3 separate regions of the Mus musculus genome follow, and all the other regions are linked to region 3. The links are chromatin contacts, called in public Hi-C and Micro-C maps. All regions are on one chromosome and are shown on one strand. Each heading gives the region's core, a stretch centred on a gene start, on an enhancer-like site or on the middle of the called end of the contact. The rest is flanking DNA. Distances are from core to core; before and after follow the strand shown. Region 1 has its middle 3.8 kb from the start of Gm35864. Region 2 has its middle 52 kb from the start of 1700021F07Rik. Region 3 holds the start of Spo11 (SPO11 meiotic protein covalently bound to DSB).

What was found. A called contact is a pair of places that touch in the nucleus more often than the background predicts.
Region 1: a Micro-C map of embryonic stem cells shows a contact between it and region 3, with 2.2 times the contacts expected there. The contact joins the enhancer-like site here to the promoter of Spo11 in region 3. A contact is called at or near these places in 6 of 39 promoter capture datasets (the 3T3-L1 cell line, cranial neural crest, frontonasal cranial neural crest and 3 more), 1 of 484 Hi-C or Micro-C datasets (embryonic stem cells) and 2 of 115 datasets of contacts at active chromatin or transcription factors (both in embryonic stem cells).
Region 2: a contact with region 3 is called in a Hi-C map of pro-B cells, with 2.9 times the contacts expected there. The contact joins the enhancer-like site here to the promoter of Spo11 in region 3. A contact is called at or near these places in 2 of 484 Hi-C or Micro-C datasets (CD4 T cells and pro-B cells), 2 of 115 datasets of contacts at active chromatin or transcription factors (memory CD8 T cells and thymic regulatory T cells) and 1 of 9 other capture datasets (embryonic stem cells).

The regions. Positions count from the first base shown.
Region 1 is chr2:172,521,316-172,524,726 of GRCm38.p6, reverse strand. No RefSeq gene overlaps it. Among named protein-coding and RNA genes, the nearest start is that of Gm35864, 3.8 kb to the right of the region's middle. Within about 2 kb of position 2,001, at least 5 of the 459 cell types and tissues checked have an H3K27ac peak or open chromatin away from gene starts, as enhancers often do. A contact at or near this core is called in embryonic stem cells, where this site is marked.
Region 2 is chr2:173,468,384-173,471,870 of GRCm38.p6, reverse strand. No RefSeq gene overlaps it. Among named protein-coding and RNA genes, the nearest start is that of 1700021F07Rik, 52 kb to the left of the region's middle. Within about 2 kb of position 1,915, at least 62 of the 459 cell types and tissues checked have an H3K27ac peak or open chromatin away from gene starts, as enhancers often do. A contact at or near this core is called in memory CD8 T cells, pro-B cells and thymic regulatory T cells, where this site is marked.
Region 3 is chr2:172,978,027-172,981,689 of GRCm38.p6, reverse strand. It overlaps Spo11 (SPO11 meiotic protein covalently bound to DSB), which reads right to left and starts at 1,848. Exons shown (of 13, transcript NM_012046.2): 1 at 1,666-1,848. The coding sequence starts at 1,796. It overlaps Gm52538 (a long non-coding RNA gene), which reads left to right and starts at 2,570. Exons shown (of 3, transcript XR_003953974.1): 1 at 2,570-2,612; 2 at 3,349-3,446.

The sequences.
Region 1 (3,411 bases), core at 752-3,251, 460 kb after region 3:
ATCTAAAAAAAAAAATGTTTAAACACAAAACGCTGTTTTACTTGTTTTATTTCTATTTTTTGTTTCATTTTTAGCCAGACATGGTGGCACATGAATTTGATCTCAGCACTGGGGAGGCAGAAGCAAGTGGATCTCTGTGAGTTAAAGGTCGGCCTGGTCTATAACTCAGATTCCAGCCAGGGCGACACAGGGAGATGCCATCTCAGATAGCCCGAAAACAAACAAACAAACAAACAAATTTATTTGTATTCACGCAGGCATGCGTGCACATGCATGTGTGTGTGTTTACACCATGTGTGTTCAAGGTACCAGAGGAGGCCAGGAGCATCAGATTTCCTAGAACTAAGGCGATAGATAGGAGCCACCATGTGGGCACTGGGAACTGAACCCGGGTCTTCTGAGAGAGCATCCAGTGCACTTAACCACGGCGGCTCCATCTCTTCAGCCCCGTGAACACTGATTACCAGCACGAGCCGCTGCTCCCTGCAATAGTGCAATAATATTTTCCTTCCTTCCTTCCTCCCTCCCTCCCTCCCTCCCTCCCTTCCTCTTTCTTTCTTTCTTTCTTTCTTTCTTTCTTTCTTTCTTTCTTTCTTTCTTTCTTCCTATCTATCTATCTATTATTTATTTATTTATTTATTTATTTATTTATTTATGTAGGACACAAGGTCACGAAGGTCTTTGTGAACACAGAGTCCTGGCCTGGAGCTCATTAAGTAGACCAGGCTTCCCTGGAAGTAACAGAAATCCACCTGCATGGGGGGACAGGCACGCAGTAAAAGGTGTCCTTCCACATTCTTCAGAGGTGCCATTAGGAGATACACCGGGGAAGGAAAAGGTGACTCTTTCCAGACAGGAGACAGCGAGAGCGTCATCCATAGCCGCAAAGTGACGCTAGGCTGGCAAGAGGTTCCAGTGGGGAAAGGCCCTTACGGCCAAGCCGTCAACCCGTGGGCCCCAAATGACACAAGTGGAAGATTGGCTCCCCAAAAGCTGTCCTCTGACCTCCACGTCTGCACTACACACCCTCAACTAGAAAACAATAAATAAATGTGATTTAAAAAATTTAGTTAAAATGTTGTTAAAGCTCAGCCACAGGCAAGGCTCGCGTGAAGACAGGAAGGCGGAGCGCCACAACCATCTACCAAAAAATTTCAAACGTGAAGTATTTCAGATATCAAAATTGAGAAGAATGAGCTAGAGAAGTAGCTGGCAACTGGGGCAAGATGGGGGGCTGGGGGTGGGGTGGGGTTAGAACACCCTGATGGTTCCCTTTCAAGTCTGGAAGGTAACACTTTAACAGTGGTCCTCGTGTCTTCCAAACCTAGAGTTTTCCTGACTTTAGCTTCTTATTTTCCTTGTAGGCACACGCAAGTTAACCGTAGGTATAGGATTCTGCAAGGCCAGCAAATATAGCCCGCTCTGGCTCTCTGTCCCCATCCACCCTTACTGGACCTGATTCTGTTGGGCCAATCACTTCTGCCCACCCCCACCCCCGCCCCCGCCCCTTTGGCAGGTACGGTGACTGAGGCCGGAGGATGAATCCACCGTGTCTGTCGCCCATGGCTGATGAGAATCTACGGTGTATTTAGCCCATGGCAGAAGAAAACTTACTATGAAGTTAGGCTACTGAACATCTGCCTGAGCCCAGTTTCCCTCCAGGGGCCGTTGTCAGTGGCAGATGCGGCAGGGAGCCACATGGCCCAGGAAGAGCGGCCACCTGGCTGAGCCGAAGGTGGAGCCTTCTGGTTCCTGGTTGGTTCTGTGGGATCTTTTACCTCAATGGCCGTTGCTAGGGGAACTCTCCAACTTCCACTCCTAAAGAGACCCCCAAGAGCATCAGCCTTTCCTAGAAGAACACTCACTAGAAATTTACGTTGAAATTTACGTTGCTGGGGTTCACCCAGAACTCCTGAATCGGAGCCTGGGAGGGGCCCCCTGATCTGCCCTGAGATTGGGACAGCCTGGTGACCACTCAGGCGCACCTGTCTCAGGAATCTGAGCTGCAGCGAGATTTCACCTCCTGTAGCCCGGGGCCAGCAATGCGTAGGGCGTCAGGATCTTTTATGAAGCTTCATGCAGAGGTGAACCCACAGCGGGAAGCAAAAATTGCTCAATAATTCCCTCAGCGAGTGCTTCCTCAAGGCTTGCCTTGTACGGTAGGATTTTTTTTTTTTTTTTTTTTGTTCGTTTAGGTCTTTCCTCCCCCCCCCCCCCTCACCTGGAATCATGGTGCTTAGAGTGGTCTGGAACTTTCTACATAGCTCGTACTTTGACCTCCTGATTCTCTTGCTTCTAAGCACTGGGAGTCCCATGAGCATCAGCACACCGGGTTATGAGGTACTGGGATGGAACCCTAGGCCGTGTGTGTTCTGGGCAAGCATTCTGTCAACCGAGCTCTGAGCTGAGCTAGGATTTTTGTTGGGATCCCTGTACTCCTGAGCTTCTTGGAGATAGAACACGGCAAGTGGTTGTAAGAAAACCAGCCACATCTGTTTCTGAATGTGAGGGTGATCTGCCCGGCTCTGCCAAGCTCCAGCAGTGCTGGCCACTTGTTGGCCTCTCACATCAAGGGGAACCAGGGCACAGAGGAAGCACCAAGGACGTGCAGAATGAAGAGCAAGGGGAAAGAAGGGAGCTGGCTGCTTAGGGGCAAAGGTCACCTCTGGTCACATCCCCAGCACTAGACATGGTAGATTCCAGAATCCAGTACTGACAGTTCTGAAAGTCACTCCTGTTAACCGAGTCTGTGCTGCTTCAGCCTGCTTGGATACAGCCTGGGAGTCAGGACTTCCACGAGTGGTCGCGTGCTGAATTCAGGGTGGGGTGGGCCGGGGTGTGAACGCACTTTTGCAGGTTCGAGGGCAAGTGGAGCTCACCCACTTGGATACTAATGAAATCCAAGCTGGCATGCGAAGTCCTGTAAAATTGTTCTGGAGGTGAAGGGCTCCGACAGCTGCTTTTAATTTTTTACTTTATTCCATTTTTCCCATGGTTTTATGTGGATCATAGAGGTGTCCTCGTTTTATAACTAAGAAGCAATTGCTTGCCTTTAACCCCAGCACTTTGGAGGCAGAGGCAATCGGATCTCTGTGAGTCTGAGGTCAGCCTGGTCTATATATTGCGACCAATATATTGGGACAGCCAGGGCTACAGAACAAGATCCCGCCTCGTAAAAATAAATAGTGAAAAATGAAAACAACAAAGCAGTTGTTAACTGCAAGCCCTGTCCAACCCACCTTCAGCCACATGGTGAGCTTGAGGTTGGTTCTGGCCACCTCAGATCCTGTGTAGAAGCAAAACACACAGAGAAGGACAACTGTGTGTGTGTGTGTGGGGGGGGAACAGAGGGAGGGAAGGAGGGAGGGAAGGAGGGAGGGAGAGAAAGGGAGAGGGAGGGAGGAAGAGAGA
Region 2 (3,487 bases), core at 666-3,165, 490 kb before region 3:
CAATTTTCTGAGGAACTGACAGACTGATTTCCAAAGTGGTTTTACCAGCTTGCAATCCCATAAGCAATGGAGGAGTGTTCCTCTTTCTCCACATCCTCGCCAGCATCTGCTGTCACTTGAGTTTTTGATCTTAGCCATTATGACTGGTGTGAGGTGGAATCTCAGGGTCCTTTTGATTGCATTTCCCTGATGACTAAGGATACTGAACATTTCTTTAGGTGCTTCTAGGCCATTCGAGATTCCTCAGTTAAGAATTCTTTGTTTAGCTCTGTACCCCATTTTGAATAGGGTTATTTGGTTCTCTGGAGTCTAACTTCTTGAGTTCTTTGTATATTTTGGATATTGGCCCTCTATTGGATGTAGGGCTAGTAAAGATCTTTTCCCAATCTGTAGGTTGCTGGGTTTTTTTCCTATTGACCGTGTCCTTTGCCTTACAGAAGCTTTTCAATTTTATGAGATTCCATTTGTCAATTGTTGATCTTAGTGCCCGAGCCATTGGTGTTTTGTTCAGGAAATTTTCTCCTGTGTCAATGAGTTCAAGGTTCTTTCCCACTTTCTCTCCTATTAGTTTCAGTGTATCTGGCTTTATGTGGAGGTCCTTGATCCACTTGAACTTGAGCTTTGTACAAGGAGATAAGAATGGGTCAGTTTGCATTCTTCTACATGCCCACCACCAGTGAACCAGCAACATTTGTTGAATATGCTGTCTTTTCTCCAATGGGTAGTTTTGGCTTCTTTGTCAAAGATCAAGTGGCCATAGGTGTGTGTGGGTTTATTTTTGGGTCTTCAATTCTATTCAATTGATCTACCCCTACCCGCCTGTCTCTGTACCATGCAGTTTTTATCACTATTGCTCTGTAGTATAGCTTAAGATCAGGGATAGCGATTCCCTCAGAAGTTCTTTAATTGTTGAGAATAGTTTTTTGTTATTCCAGATGAGTTTAAGAATTGTTCTTTCTATCTCTGTGAAGAATTGAATTGAAATTTTTGTTGTGGATTTCATTGAATCTGTAGATTGCTTTTGGTAAGATGGCCATTTTTACTATGTTAATCCATAAGCATGGGAGATATTTCCATCTTCTGAAGTCTTCTTCAATTTCTTTCCTTAGAGACTTGAAGTTCTTGTCATACAACTCTTTCACTTGCATGGTTAGAGTCACACCAAGGTATTTTATATTATTTGTGATTATAGTGAAGGGTGTTGTTACCCTAACTTCTTTTGCAACCTGTTTATCCTTTCAGTAGAGGAAGGCTACTGATTTGTTTGGGTTAAATTTATATCCAGTCACTTTGCTGAAGTTGTTTATCAGCTATAGGAGCTCTCTGGTGGAATTTTGGGGGTTGTTTATGCATACTATCATATCATCTGCAAATAGTGATATCTTGACTTCTTCCTTACCAATGTGTATCCTTCTGACCTCCTTTTTAAGGTGTACTCCTAATATACACTTTGTTACACAATTGGCTCCCATTTCTTTTCTGTTTCGGCAGTTTGTTTTTAGCTGATATAATTAGACCACTCACATTTAAAGTGATATGGCCCTATTGTCTTCCAAGAGCCCGTGAAGAAGAACAATCGTCCTCCGATTACAGTGTTTAAGCATTGTTTTTGTTTTGTTTTGTTTAAGCTCAAAGGCCCAAACTCTTCCACATTCCCCCAAAACACATGGCCAGGTCTGGCACAGCAATAGGCCATTCTCAGATGCCAACTTCAGAACTAGCTAGTGTCCTATTGTGTGGCAAAACACCACAGCCAAGTCAACTTACTGAAGAAAGTGTGACTCAGGCTTGCAGTTTCAAAGGTGGAAGTGTGTGATGGTGGAAGGAAGACGCGGTGCAGGCACAGCTGAGCTCACACCTCAGCCCTCAAGCAGGTGACAGGAGTGGACGGTGAATGATGCACGGTTCAGAAACCTCAAAGCCCGCCCCCAGTGGCACACTTCCTCCCACAAGCCCACATCTCCTAAACCTCCAAACAGCTCTGTTAACAGGGGACCAAGCAGTCAAATGTCTGAGACTACGAGGATGTTCTTAGTCAAGCCACGAGGAGCCTGCCTGACTCTATTTTGAAGGCAGAAGCCATTCTGTTGATTTGTTAAAAGTAACTTTACTCTAAGAGCTGGGGTTTTAAGTTTCTGTTTCCTGGAACCTGACCTGCCCAAACCCATGACATTGACTTGTTTTTGAGAACATCCTGACCCCCCCCCCTAATCTGGGGCCACATGAAGATGGCTGGTTTTGTTGGTTGGTTGGTTTTTGGGGTTTTTTTTGAGGTTTTTGTTTTTCTGAGATTTTTCTGTATTTCTCAACTGCCCTACTGTAACGTCTGTTAAACTGCTTTGCGACTTCTCATACTTCTCATGCTGAGAAATAGACCTAGCATATCTCTTGAACCCGACTTAGGGGACAGTCCCTGGTCAGTTTTCTGGTGTGCCCCAATAAAATAAAACTTGTTCCAAATTTGGCTCAAAAATGGTGGTAGTGGTCTTATTCTCGACCAGTGGGATTAACAAACCAGGTTCTTTTTCTCCCTTTATTCTTGACCTCAAACTCCTCCCAAACCTTCTCAGAGAATCTGTGTTGAATGCTGTCTCCTCCAGGCTCCTCTGTGACCCCACAAACATGCTGCATGTGGGGAGATTGGAGTGGGGTGCTCTGTAGACTCCCGGGGAGCATGGGCTGTCCCTGTCCTTAGGTAGGACAGGGTGGTAGATAGGAGCTGATGTAAGAATGTACCCTTCCTGCAGCAAGATGAGCCTCTGGCCATGTGCATGCAGGAGGGACTCTGTCGTAGAGAAAGTTCTGGAAATATTTCATATGTACTCTTTCTGTTCCCCATTACTCAGAGGGTCTGAGGGCTCCTTGAGATGAAAGTCAGGAGGTTGTGGGGTCTCTCTTAGATTACACTGAAGCCCCCATCAGAAATTCTAGACTATTCCATGCAGTCTTTGGCAATGATCAAAACCCCCATGCTGCTATCCCTGGACTTCTGGCTCCAGTGGTCTCCATGCTGCCAAGGTTCCCTGCTTGACCTGCCTCTGCCCTGCTGGTTTGGGGCAGTGGCCTGCTTTCAAAACTCATTTCTCCCAAGAATGCAGTGCAAGACTTTGATTTCCACGTTGTCTGGCACCTTTGTGTCTGTGTCAGGATGGCAGTGAGCCCCCCAAGCAGAGGCTGGGGGACCACAACATTTACCACAGTACAAAATGCATTTGATTTTTTGATTTGTCCCTCATTTAACAGATCACCAGGCAAGTTGTGGAAACCAGTAGCTGTCATCCTCCAAGGGGCGGTGAGTGTGTGTGTGTGTGTGTGTGTGTGTGTGTGTGTGTGTGTGTGTCTACTCCTTTACAAATGTGGCCTGTATCACAGTCATGTCCCAAAGGGACTGATACCTTGCCCATTGACAGGAGGAAGCTTGTGTGGGGGTGTGGGGCGCGTGTAGCCCAAACTGACCATGAACTTACTAAGTAACTGAGGGTGACCT
Region 3 (3,663 bases), core at 599-3,098:
AGGTAGCAAAGGCTAACCTGGAACTCACCATGAAGTTCAGAATGGCCTCAAACCCACAATCCTCCCTTGCTTTCCTGGATGGTGGGATTGCAGATGTGGACCACCCCTCCTCGCTTCTGTTTGTCTCTTTAAGCCTTGCAAACACATGTCAGTAACCATCTCTCTTACCAAATTCTTACCTTGGCATGGATTCCAACAACTGTTCTCATAGCGCTTACTTACAAAAAATTAGATTTACCTGTAAATTCCTCTTTCAAAGAACCCTTTTGCATTAATGACGAGCTAATATAACTTACAAATACATTTTTTATTTGCTCACATTAACTTACTTCAATGTCGCTGAACTTCAATACAGACTTGGCTTGAAATACTACTGTAAAAATGTTTTAACTGAGGATGATGTAAGACTAGCTTTGAACTTCCTTCCCAAGAATTCAATGCAGAAACATTAACACACATATACGCTCCTGCAAGTGAGCAAGCGCGCTCGCTCTCACACACATACATACTTTCTTATAGCACATTGCCCTAAAATTGATATCATGACTAAAAATTAACCATCTTAAATTGTAATGATTCAAAAGGAAAAAAATTAATCACTACAAGAAAAGAAAAAAAAATGAATTTTGTACTAAATAGTTCACTTGGCCACAAAAAAATCATGCCTCTTTACCACAAAATATCAAGACTGAACCCAGCTTTCTCCAGCTGGCTGTTAATTTCACAAACCATCAGTTTAAAAAAAATATATATCTCAATCATTTTAAGCAACATTGGCACATTGCCTAAGGAGGAAAGCCAAGCTAAACAAAGAAGATGGGCAAAATGTTGAGTTTTAACAACCACACAATTCTCAACGTTTCTACTGTGTGTATGTGGGGGGGGGGATAGATCAGAAAATGGATTTTAAAACATTTACTATTTTCTAACACAATTTTTTTCAAAGTTTGGAATAGGCTGAGACAAATACTGAAGGTCAAGATATAGTCAGGTGAACCGTAGGAGAGTCTCTGTAGTTGGTTGTGAAGAAATTACTTACAATATGTTCATCTGTTCCCTTCAGGTTAAAAAAAAAAAAGTCTTATTATAAATTACTTAAAATGTGATGATGTCCTTGTTAGTTCTGAGAAATTAATTAGTGGTAGTTCAGAGAGTAAACGCTTTTCACTTTCTCTTTCCTCTTCTATCCCTCACTCCCAAACCTATTTTACACACACACACACACACACACACACACACACACAATTTTTTTTCAACATGGGGTTTCTCTGTCTAACAGCCCTGGCTATTCTGGAACTACTGATTTCAAACTCAGAAACCTGCCTGCCTCAGCCTCCCGGTGCTGAAATTAAAGCCCAGCTTTCATTTAAAACAAAAACAAAAACAAACAAAACAAAACAAGACAAAGCCCCATAAATCCAAAGCAAGTCTCAAGCTCTCTGACTATAAAGGACACTGATAAACCTAGGAACTAAGCCAGAGCGGGGCGCCTGGAACATTCTAGAAAACATCTGGTGTGTACAGGGTCCCGGTCACCACCAGGGAGCACTAGGGAGCACCGACTTCGGGGCTCGGACGTGGCCTCCGACGCTCTCCCCACGGAGGCCACCTCGGCGCCACGAGGAACCTTCCCGGGCTTTCCATGGCCCTGCCGAGCTGCTGTACCTAGAGGCCACGCGGGTGGCCCCGGCAGGGGTCTCCCCTGCGCCTCTCTTCACCATGGCCAACAGGGAAGCCCTGTGCCGATCCAGGGCGTCGAAGAACGAGGCCTCGGGCCCCATAGGCGCGAACGCCATAATGGCGGATGCGGAGCCGCTCTGAGGCCTCCTGCCCCTGCGAACCTTTCCGCGCTCTAGCCACGCGCATGCGCACTGCACCACTGACCGCGGGACAGCCCGCGGAGCAGAGTGCGCAGGCGCAGGGGCCTCTGAGGCGCCCCCCCAACACACACACACACACACACACACACACACACACACACACACACACACACACACACACACTACCCTTCAGGGAGGACATGAAGCTCTCAGATGCAGATCTCTGGGGTCGAGGTTTTCTTGGTCTGATAACTTAGGGGAAATAATACTTGCAAAGCTCTTTTGGGGGGTCATTTGGGGAGGTAATAATTACAACTTTTCACTAGGACGGTCATGGACCTGGGGATAGGTATGGGAGAAGGGAAACATTTCTGCCTGGTTTGGCTTCCTGCCTCTGTACCAGGTCCTCTCCACCTGCCTCCTCCTGTGTGCCGGGATTAAAGGCTTTTTACTGTCCAAAACATGTTTGGGATTTGCTTTTATTAAGAAGATTGTCGTTGGGGAAAGCTCGGCGTTAAGAATTTTAATGCACTTGTAGAGAGCCTAGGTTCATTCATTTCTTAGGACCCCCGCCAGGCAACTCATATCTGCCTAAAACTACACTTCCATGGGACCTCATGCCCTCTGGCCTCTGTGGGTTCCTGCATGCATGTGGTACTCACACATAAAAATATTTTTTTAAAAAAAGTGAATTTTTAAAAATATATAAAAAGTTGTTGCTTATCTGAAAATAGTATTTCCATCCTAAGCCTTAATAGCGTGAATATCACTTCCTCTCCTTGCAGACCTACGGTAAGACATGTCTCGCTTTATTCTCTCTGAGCCTTCTAGAGCAGAAGGTGGGATTTCTGAAGTCCTAGAGGAGCCTTGACTCTTAGAACCGTATCCTTAACAAAGAGAGACTGGGATGAGGTAAAAAACTGACTGGACCAAAGTGGCTTGAATCAAGGTGTATGAGAGATGCTGGGACTGATCCCGTGAGAGCCACCTGACCACAGGCCCCAGTTGATAGTTTTTATTTCTAATAGTCTAGTGGCAGAAATAACAGCCTCCTCTCTGCATGCCCATGCTGAGGCATCCCTTCCCTCTGAGGGACCAGCCACACTTCCCTATACTATTCTGTAGTATAGAATAGAGTTTATTTAGGGCATGGATGGGGAAGGGAGTTGAGAGAAAGGGGGGGTGGGGATAGAGGAGTAGAGGCTGGCTATGAGCACATGGGGGGGAGGAAGGGGGGAGGGAAATGGGGAAAGAGGGGGAAGAGGGGAAGAGAGCAAGGACAGGAGAGCAAGAGAGAGAGAGAGAGAGAGAGGAGGGGGCAAGCAACCCCTTTTATAATGAGTCAGGCCCAGCTGGCTATTGCCAAGTAACTATGGAGTGGAGCCTAGGCTAAAAGCCAACACTGCGTGTGTGTGTGTGTGTGTGTGTGTGTGTGTGTGTGTGTGTGTGTGTGTGTGTGAGACCTGTGTGAAGAGCCTTTCTTTATCATTATCACACTCCTTCCTGTTGCCTCTCATGTGCTATGCAGTGCTGGTTACCAGAGGGATGAGGGAGCTAGGTCTCTGTCCTCAGGAAGCCCTCAGCCCAAGGAGATGCAGCAACTGAACACAAACGGGCGAACCTCAGGTAAGTGTACCAGGAGATAGGTACACTTGAAATGAGTAGGGAAAACTCACCCTCATTTTCTGGATGGAGAGTCTGGGCTCAGAAAGGTTGAGAGCTGCATGCGAGGCTGAGCATGCGAGCCGGTTCTCCAAGAGGGAGGCTTTGATGCCAGGTTCATGTCAGATCCTGGGGAACCCAGGGGCCTCCAGGGGTCTGGCTCAGGGTGGGCTGGCATTTT